Regions from separate parts of the Arachis hypogaea genome. Here region 2 is linked to region 1. Evidence: chromatin contacts called from public Hi-C data. All regions are on one chromosome and are shown on one strand. Each heading gives the region's core, a stretch centred on a gene start, on an enhancer-like site or on the middle of the called end of the contact. The rest is flanking DNA. Distances are from core to core; before and after follow the strand shown. Region 1 holds the start of LOC112775195 (serine/threonine-protein phosphatase PP1). Region 2 holds the start of LOC112777622.

What was found. A called contact is a pair of places that touch in the nucleus more often than the background predicts.
Region 2: a Hi-C map of an unstated tissue shows a contact between it and region 1, with 4 times the contacts expected there. The contact joins the promoter of LOC112777622 here to the promoter of LOC112775195 in region 1. A contact is called at or near these places in 2 of 8 Hi-C or Micro-C datasets (leaf and an unstated tissue).

Annotation. Positions count from the first base shown.
Region 1 is chr19:55,687,647-55,692,207 of arahy.Tifrunner.gnm2.J5K5, reverse strand. It overlaps LOC112775195 (serine/threonine-protein phosphatase PP1), which reads left to right and starts at 1,988. Exons shown (of 4, transcript XR_003189485.3): 1 at 1,988-2,716.
Region 2 is chr19:55,851,942-55,856,502 of arahy.Tifrunner.gnm2.J5K5, reverse strand. LOC112777622 reads right to left here and starts at 1,819. Exons shown (of 8, transcript XM_072227407.1): 1 at 1,436-1,819; 2 at 1,217-1,360; 3 at 399-466; 4 at 259-309; 5 at 92-151. The coding sequence starts at 1,562.

The sequences.
Region 1 (4,561 bases), core at 739-3,238:
ACCAATTCATTTCAATTGAAATGCAGAAAGACATTGATGACTTCAGATACTAATATGGTCTAAATCTTTTATTGCATGAAATAAACAAAATCAGAGACCAAGTGATTTCAGAATCTGAAGCAATAAGACTCACCAAGCCATTTGCTTTCCTCTCCAGCCCTTATTGTAAATACACATCTGGAGATTTAGATAGCAAATAGCATATACTAGTTGTAATTAACAATATTTTGTTTAACTTGTTTAAAAAGCAAAAAATGCATACTTCAAATGTATATATGTCAATGTATGTATCAAACAATGCATATAGTAGTTGTACATATTTTGTATAACTTGTTAAAAAAGCAAACAATGCTTCTTTCAAATGTATATGTGTCAATGTTAATGTATATATCTATTCTTAATATCAATGTATGTATCAAATGTTAATAATTATATATCTGTTGGAACTGTCTGGTTGCTGTTTTATTCCAGGTTCTCAGTGATTGCAATTACTGTATTTACCAATACATTAGAACTCCAAAAGAACACAGTGAACAGAAATTAATACACTGGGCGAACCGAAAGTTATAAATACACTGAACCCCTAAACCCTGAACCCTAAACCCTAAACTCTAAACACTAAAACGAGAACCCTGAACACTGATTCCGGCTTCTTTGTGGGTTTCAATGGTGCGACGCACGAACATGCTAAGCTCCCTGTATTGTTTGAGCATCTCAACCTGGTCTGGACAACAAGGATGTGAGTAATTCAAAACAACTTTGGAAATTGTCCAAAGACCAACATCCTTCATTATGTGTATGTAAATTCTGGCCGGACAATTTAACCCAGCTGAAAGGTTTGTCTTCAAACTTAGAAATATCTTTGACTTCCACCTCCCCTCTCTAGAGCATACAATTAGTTGATTCTTAATCTTGTCTCCATCCCGAGTTGTGTTCCTTATTTTAGTAGAAAAACCGGCAAGTTTGGAATAATGTTTGTAGAACTTTCCAGCTTCTTCTAATGTCTTGAAAATCATTCCCACCTTTGGAACAAATTTTTCATCCACAACACAGCTGGTCTGCATAGTGAACCGAAATCTTAATTATGGTGAACCGAAATCTTAATTACGGTGAAACAATTATATAGTGCTTAGGGAATAAAACAGAATATATTCGTCCAATTTTTTTTAGACTCCTTTCTACTTACCGAACCGAAAATATGAACATGGTGAATCAACTCTTTATTACTCACCGAACCGAAAAGTTACTCACAATTACTCACAGTTAGTCACAGTTACTCACACTCACAGTTACATATTATCAATTCAATTCAATTCAATTCAGATAAAGATCACCTCAATCCATTCAATTCTCTTCAAATAAAATTAGCAATTTCATTCCATTGAATTAGATTCAAAATTCAATAATCCAAACCTCATCAAATTGATATGTTTTGGAAGAATTGTCCAAATCACACTCATTCAATTGATTTGAAGTTGATTCATTCATTGTTTCAATTTAGAAGTGCAGATCGAAAAAGAAAATGAAGAAAAAGATGAACGACGAAGCTAATTACGTTGAAGTCAATCCAAATCTATAATGCAGAGAAGAAAAAAGCGAATAAAGGACAACGAATTTAATTAGGTTGAAGAAGAAGAAGGAAAACAGAAGAAGAAGAAGAAGAAGAAGAAGAAGAAGAAGAAGAAGAAGAACGCGAAAAAGGTTGACGTTGTATGGAAAGGTTTACGTTGAGAAAGGTTAGTGACGCAGAATAAGGATTAGGTTATATATGTTAGGATTAGGCGCCTGTCACACAAACGAATGTGTGGGACGTGGAGTGAAAAAAATTTGGATAACATCCATATAATTTTTACATAGATGTAAAGTTTTTCCATTAGTTAAATATGCTCTTACTAGTCCGAATTAAATATAGATGAAAAATACCATAAAAATATATTTGTAATCTTACTCTTTTGGATCTAAGAGATCCTATTCACGAATGAAAATTATTCTTGTGCACCGTAAAAAAAAAAAAAAAAAAAAAAAAATAATAATAATAATAATAATAATAATAATAATCCACATACCCCCATTCCACTAGTCTCTCTCCCCGTCTTTTCTTTAACCTACTCAACAAAAATCCCAATCCCCGCTTTCCCTTTTCCAATTCATTCCCCCTCTCGATAATTCACAATTTAGATTCTAGAAACCCAACCTGACTTCTTCCTCCCCCGTTTTTTGGTTTTCTTCGTCCTCACCCACCAATGTCCAAATCCCTCCCTTCTTCCCCTCCGATCCCAAAACGGCAACCCCCTCCCACCAAAACGACACCGCTCTGATTCCTCCTCCACCGTCTCCTTTTGCATGCTATCATTATCATTATTACTATTAGTATTATAGTTATCTGCTCACTCGCTCCACTCCTATTCATCATCGTCATCATCAAATCCGACCCTTTCCATTACCACCAACACCGCATTCAAAGCCAATAAAAAATTAGATAAACAAATTGAAAAAGAAAAGGCGTTGACTTTTTTTTAGGGTTTGGTGGTGAAGAAGAAAATGGAGCAAGCGGTTGTGGACGACATAATAAACCGATTGCTGGAAGTTCGGGGGAGGCCGGGGAAGCAGGTGCAGCTCTCGGAATCGGAGATCAAGCAGCTGTGTGCCGCTTCCAGAGAGATTTTCTTGCAGCAGCCCAATTTGTTGGAGCTTGAAGCCCCCATTAAGATTTGCGGTAAACTTAATTTAGTTTTTGGTTATGAGATCTGTGCTTCAAATCTTGGGTCCCACGGGGTTTTCTTCGCGTTTTGGGTCCGTTATGATCTGAGTGACTTTTTTATGTTGTTTGGTGATTCTGGAAAGTTGGTTTGATTGTTTGGCTGCTACATGAACCTTTTTTATTTTGTTGTTTTTGGGTGGTTATCTGTGGGTTTTTTTTATTACAAATTTGCTATCTAAATTGCATGTTTCTGTTTTCTCTCTGTGTGTTGTAAATTGGTTTACCAGTGAAGTTTTGTGAAGTATAGGTTTGACTGAACTTTGTCTAGTGTTTTTCTTTGTCCTTGATGACGTTGTGGCTCTGGTAATACGGTTAAATTTGTGATTAAGATGTATAATTGCTCTAACTTTGGCGCTAAACCCTATTGATGATATTATAGAGATGCCTCTCATATGAGCATGGCGGGGTTTGACATATTAAGCCTTGTTTGTTTTTTGGTTTTTGTTTTTGTGTGTGAACTGGAAATTAAATAGTTTAGACGTTAGACTTGGTTAAAATATGTGGCAATCTAACTATAGCCGGATGCTAAAGGTAAGGATATACAGCAACGTAAACTGAACACGAGTTAATTCAATTAAAGATTTTAAAGTAAGATGTTGGAAAGCCTCTCAGTTGTTGAAGTTGTAGAAGTATTATTGGGAGTGAAAGAAACATTGGATACCTTTTATTAGGGTTTTTTTTTTTTTTTTTTTTTTTTTTTTTTTTTTTTTTTTTTTTTCAAAGTTTACACAGATGGTATTACCATCCCCTCACACTCTTTCTGTTTTACACCATAGCCTTAAGATACAACAGCATCATTTGATCCGGTTAGCTCCTTATCTGACAAGGCTTTTTGTTGCTGTACACCTTAGCTATGAGCTTCTTTTGCATTCTCTATATCATTTCCTGCTTAGATTAAGCTTGCCTAGCAGATGCAGTTTGAAGTGTCGTTAAAAAGACACTCAATTTGTATCCTCCAACATGTAAAAGTCAAAGTATGCACTTCCTTGCTCTTGTGAAAAACTTGACTTTGAGAACTCAAATGATGTATTATGATCCTTTATTTATAAGTTCCAAGTTCCAACTTTTCCATTTCAGGAATGATATATCTGCTTTTATAGGATTGTGTAATATATTTATTATTTAAGCTAAGTAGCTAACTACTTTGGCACATAAAATTTATTTCTTTTACATAAAAGTGATGTTATCTTGTTAGCCGGATGCTTTGTTTTTGCTTCATATTATGCTTACCAGTAAACCCCAGGTTAGAATTTAAGTATTGGGACAAAACAGATACATTGTTATTTGTTATTGCTGAATTCTACAACAATAAAAATTGCAGCTAAGCTTTTTCCCACTGCATGGGGTTGGCTACAACGGTCATGATTATATAATGCAATGCTAGTGTCCTATTGCATAGTATACCAGTGTACAAATCATTTAAATATAAATCTTATCCTTTTTTAATGGTTTCAGTAATATATATTTTTTTAATCTCTACCACTGGTTAACTATTGAGCTACCTTGACTTTGTTGCACTCAACTTTACTTATTAAGATTTAGTCCATCCGCCATGCATGATAAAACCACCTAGGATAAAGTTTTGCCCTTTTTTCCCCAATAGATTCTACACTAATTCTCTTTTCAATGTCATCATCATTTATTAAGTTTCTCTTTGAGCTTGAATGGTACTTTTCTATAACAAACAAGACTTAAGTTTTACTTATTCATTTTATGTACGCAGCTTAAATACCATGATTGATAAATCAAAATTACAAAGATTTGAATTTATGTAGGCATGATTCATGCATTATACTCCTC
Region 2 (4,561 bases), core at 570-3,069, 160 kb before region 1:
TAAGCAAGGAAAAAAAATAAGAATCAATCTCCATTCATTCAAACAAAAAGCTCAGAAATTATGTGGATATTTTAAACCATATTAGTATTACCTTCCTCTCCAAGTTATAAACACCTTGGTATCCCCGCATCTCAAAAGGAATCAACAATTTCTGTATAAATAGCAGAGAAAAATACACATTGTTGAGCAAAGAAAGAACAGTTATCAATTTACAATGATCTGGATTGCACAGTACAACAATAACAGAACAGCACCAACCTGTGGTTGTTCACATAGCCAACAGTAATCAGTTTGTGCTTCTAGCCTTACCTGAGTGCAAAATGTGATAAACTTATTCAATATAATCAGAATAATTTTGAATCAAATTCAATTAGAAAAAAGGGGTTGGTAGTTAGTACCCCTTCAGGAACCATGTCCCAGCCAGCAAGCTCCTCACGCTTTAAACAGCCAACAACTTCGACACATCCTGCATCAAACAATCAAGTGTGAGATAAAAAAAAATTCAAATAAAAGTTGAGCTAATACAATATATGGATTTTATTTTTATGTCCTGCCACTCCATCGTTTCAAGAAAGTTTGACACTAATAAACAATCAAGTACTGTCATATGGCAAACAACAATGCTATATTGAAACAAAAAATTAGCTACCAAATCAGTCATCATATATTTTTGTATATTTATGCATGCAGCATGTTGCCTAACATATTTTTCCAATAAAATAATCAGCTAACAAAATATCAAACTAATTATAATAAAATAATCAAACTTATGATAGCAAAATCATCAAATTTTTTTACAGCACCATAATCAAAGTTTTTCTTGAACACCAAATATGTATTCCACTGAATGGTGCTGAATTTTTGGATACATGAAGCATGGTTGTATCCCAAATATTTGACAAAACAAGTTTTACAAGACTCTATCTAATTGGATGGCATTATAAAACAGAGTAATGTTAGGAAACCAACTTTTCGGCCAACATCAGCCAATTTTTTAAAAATTATCTTGTTTATATCAAATTCTAGACCATAAATCATGAACCATTAATCCTAAATTATAAACCAAGCCCTAAAATTGGCTAATATAAGCTAACTAAAAGTTGGTTCCTATGAATTCTCTAAAAAACACTCATTTATACCCTGTAAGAGCAGGTGCAGACAGTTCTTTAACCTATTACATAGAATAAGGGGTTGTTGCGGTGGTGGTGGTGCATACCAAGAAGCCTAGAAACGGGGTAGTGTTCAGGGAACTTGATGTCAGTGACGCCATTGATGGCATAAATCTCTTTGTAGAAGTACTCCATTGCTTTGATAGTGGACTCATCTGGGACCTTACTAGCAGCATGAATCCAGAGACGACCTTAACAATAAAAAATCACAATAATAAATTTACTTATTAGAACTTTATAGAAAAAGAGGTTAGTTAGTTACTTACCAGTGATGGGAGAAGGCCAGGACCTGCCCTCGACGTGCTTGATGCCATAAACGAGAAGAGAGGCCCAAGGCTGGTGCATAGTGAGACATGGGTTTCGGTAATTGCCAGAGTTGTTCCCTTTTCTCATAGCTATTCTCTTTTCGATTCAATTCCCAAACAGAATAGAACTTAGAACAAACCTCACTCTACTATGAGATCTCTTTCTGACTTCGTACTTGTCTTCTACTCCCTATTGTTTGGGACCTTGGGGTCTTCAAACTCCATCAGTTTCAACAAAGAAAACAATCTTAATTGAAAATCCAATTTTAACCCTTCCTTTTTCTATTTCCTTACAAATCCCTCTTCTTTTCTCTTTTAAATTTTAAATTTTAAAACGTAAATAAAAACCCTAATTTTAAGTTTTTAACTAATCTTGTTTCGGTTGCAGTCAATATGTCATGCTATTTTTTAGGGGTTTTTTATAAATAAATAAAACTAAATATCTTATTTATGTATAATTTGAGAGGTATTTACTTATTATTTATCTTATTTACTTATTATTTATCTTTCGTGGATTTTAGACGTATGTTTCAATCAAGTTAATTAAAATTTAAATTTAAAATCAGAATAGAATTTTGAAAAAAAATTAATAACCGAAAAAATTAACAATTAAAAAATTTTAAAATCATATACATTTTATAATTTTAAACTTTTGAAATAGAATAAATATATTTTAAATTTTTTTATCTAAAAGTAATATTCTATCAATGTTAGAATTATTTAGATAAATAAATAATAATGAATATCGAATTATTTTAGATAGAATTATTGACTTATATAGGTGAGCTTCGAAAAAAAAAATTTTTTTAAGTTATCTTTTTTAAAAAATCTTATAAAAAAGTAAAAGTAATTTTATGTTGGAATATGTCATGCAAAAAGATTTTTTTGTTTATCAACTATGTTTGGGTATAACCATATAAAAGTACTTTTTTGTTTATTTATTACGCGAAAAATATCTTTTTATAAAAAAATATCTTTTAAAAAAAATGTAAAGAATTGTTTGGACGCCATTTTTAAAAAGATCTTTATAAAAATAAAAGTGATTTTATGTTTGGATATCTCATATAAAAAAACTTTTTTATCAATTAATTATTTTTGGGTAAAATAAGATAACAGTACTTTTTTGTTTATTTATTTTTGAGCTTGTTTGGGTAAGCTTCTAAGAAAATATCTTTTTTCGAGTTATCTTTTTTTAAAAGATTTTATTGAAAAAGTAAAAGTAATTTTATGTTTGGGTATCTCATGCAAAAAACTCTTTTTATTTATCAATTATGTTTGGGTAGAATAACATAAAAGTACTTTTTGTTTATTTATTACATAAAAAATATCTTTTTTTAAGAGAAAAAAGATCTTTTAAAAAAAGATATAAATTACAGCTTCTCAAAAAAGATATTTTTTTTTATTTTTCTAGTGCTTTTAATTTTACTATCAGAATTTTGTCAAACACGCTAAAAAATAAAAAAAAATATTTTTTTAATTGAAAAAAATCTTTTTTTATCAAAATAATGGCACCCAAACAAGCACTATTATATGAAAAACATTTTTTTAAGAAAAAAAATCTTTTAAAAAAAAGATGTAAATTGTAGCTTTTCAAGAAAGATGTTTTTTTTTTTTTATTTTTCTAGTACTTTTATTTTTAATATTAGAAATTTGTCAAACACACTAAAAAATAAAAAAAAGATTTTTTATTAAAAAAAATATATCAATTAATAGCGCCCAAGCACTAAATTGTAACTTCTCAAAAAATATGTTTTTTTTTATTTTCTAGTGCTTTTATTTTTACTACTAAAAATTTATTAAATACACTAAAATATAAAAAAGATCTTTTTTTTCAATTTTTCATTAAAAAATAATTTTTTTATTAACTTAACGGCGTGCAAACAAGACCATAACTAAGAGTAAATCTTTTTATTAGAAAATATAAATTTAAAAATATTAAATTTAATTTTGATAGTCGACCTCAAATTGAATTATTCTATGTTCAAAATATTTTTAAATAAATAAAATAATTTTAGCATATAATTTTTTTTAAATTCAATTAATTCAAGATATTTGTTGTCATCAATTAAAAAAGTAAATTAAAATAATAATTTAATATTTTTATATTTTTAAAATATTATTTTTTAATATTTTTTATTATCTAATGATCATATTAATATGATCTAATTTAATAAAATTATTTATCATTATTTAATTGAATAAAAATTTTATTTTATTTAGAGTACCTTTATTTGATTAATTTTTGTATTAGTTGATTCATTAATTATGTGCTAAAATAGAGCAAATAAAAATTAAAGTTCAAATATAAAATTAAAAACAAAATAAAAAAATTTTATATAAAAATAGGCAAAAAAAATAGTTAAATAGCATTTTTTCCGGATATACTAATTGATCGTCACGTTAAAAGTGTATAATAAAATTGAAAATAAAAATATCAAATTATTGTCTAAAAATTGAGATTGATTATGCTAATATCTCCTTAAAAAAATTTTATGTAACATGAATATTAAAATTAAGACTATTGTATATTTATATTGATATATTTATTTACTTTGATTTTGATTAATTAGTTCTCTCGCTATTTCTTTAACTCAACCGTCTTTTATATCCATAATTTAAAAATTTTGACCATATAATTAAATATATGAACATGAACTCTAGAAAAATTATGATTTTTATATATAATGTTGCATTTTTATTTAGTTTTATTATCATCAGCAATTTATGAGAAATATTATACTATTTTATATTTTTATTAACATATTAATAAATGTAAAATATGTGTTGCAATGTAAATCATATCTTTTTAATAAAAAATTGATTAAAAAATAAAATAAAAAAGATTCGACACAAAAAATAATATAAGTTACAGTTTGAAAGAGAATAAAGGAATATATTTTTTATTTAGTTTTTTGTATAGAAATCAATATCATATTAATTATAAGTTAAATAATAAATGAAAAAGTCAAAGTGATTCTATATTTGTTTTAATTAATTTAATATGAATTTAAAATATTCCATCTATCTATCTATCTACCTATTTACTTATCTATTTACTTATAATATATTAAAATTGGGTTTCTCCCT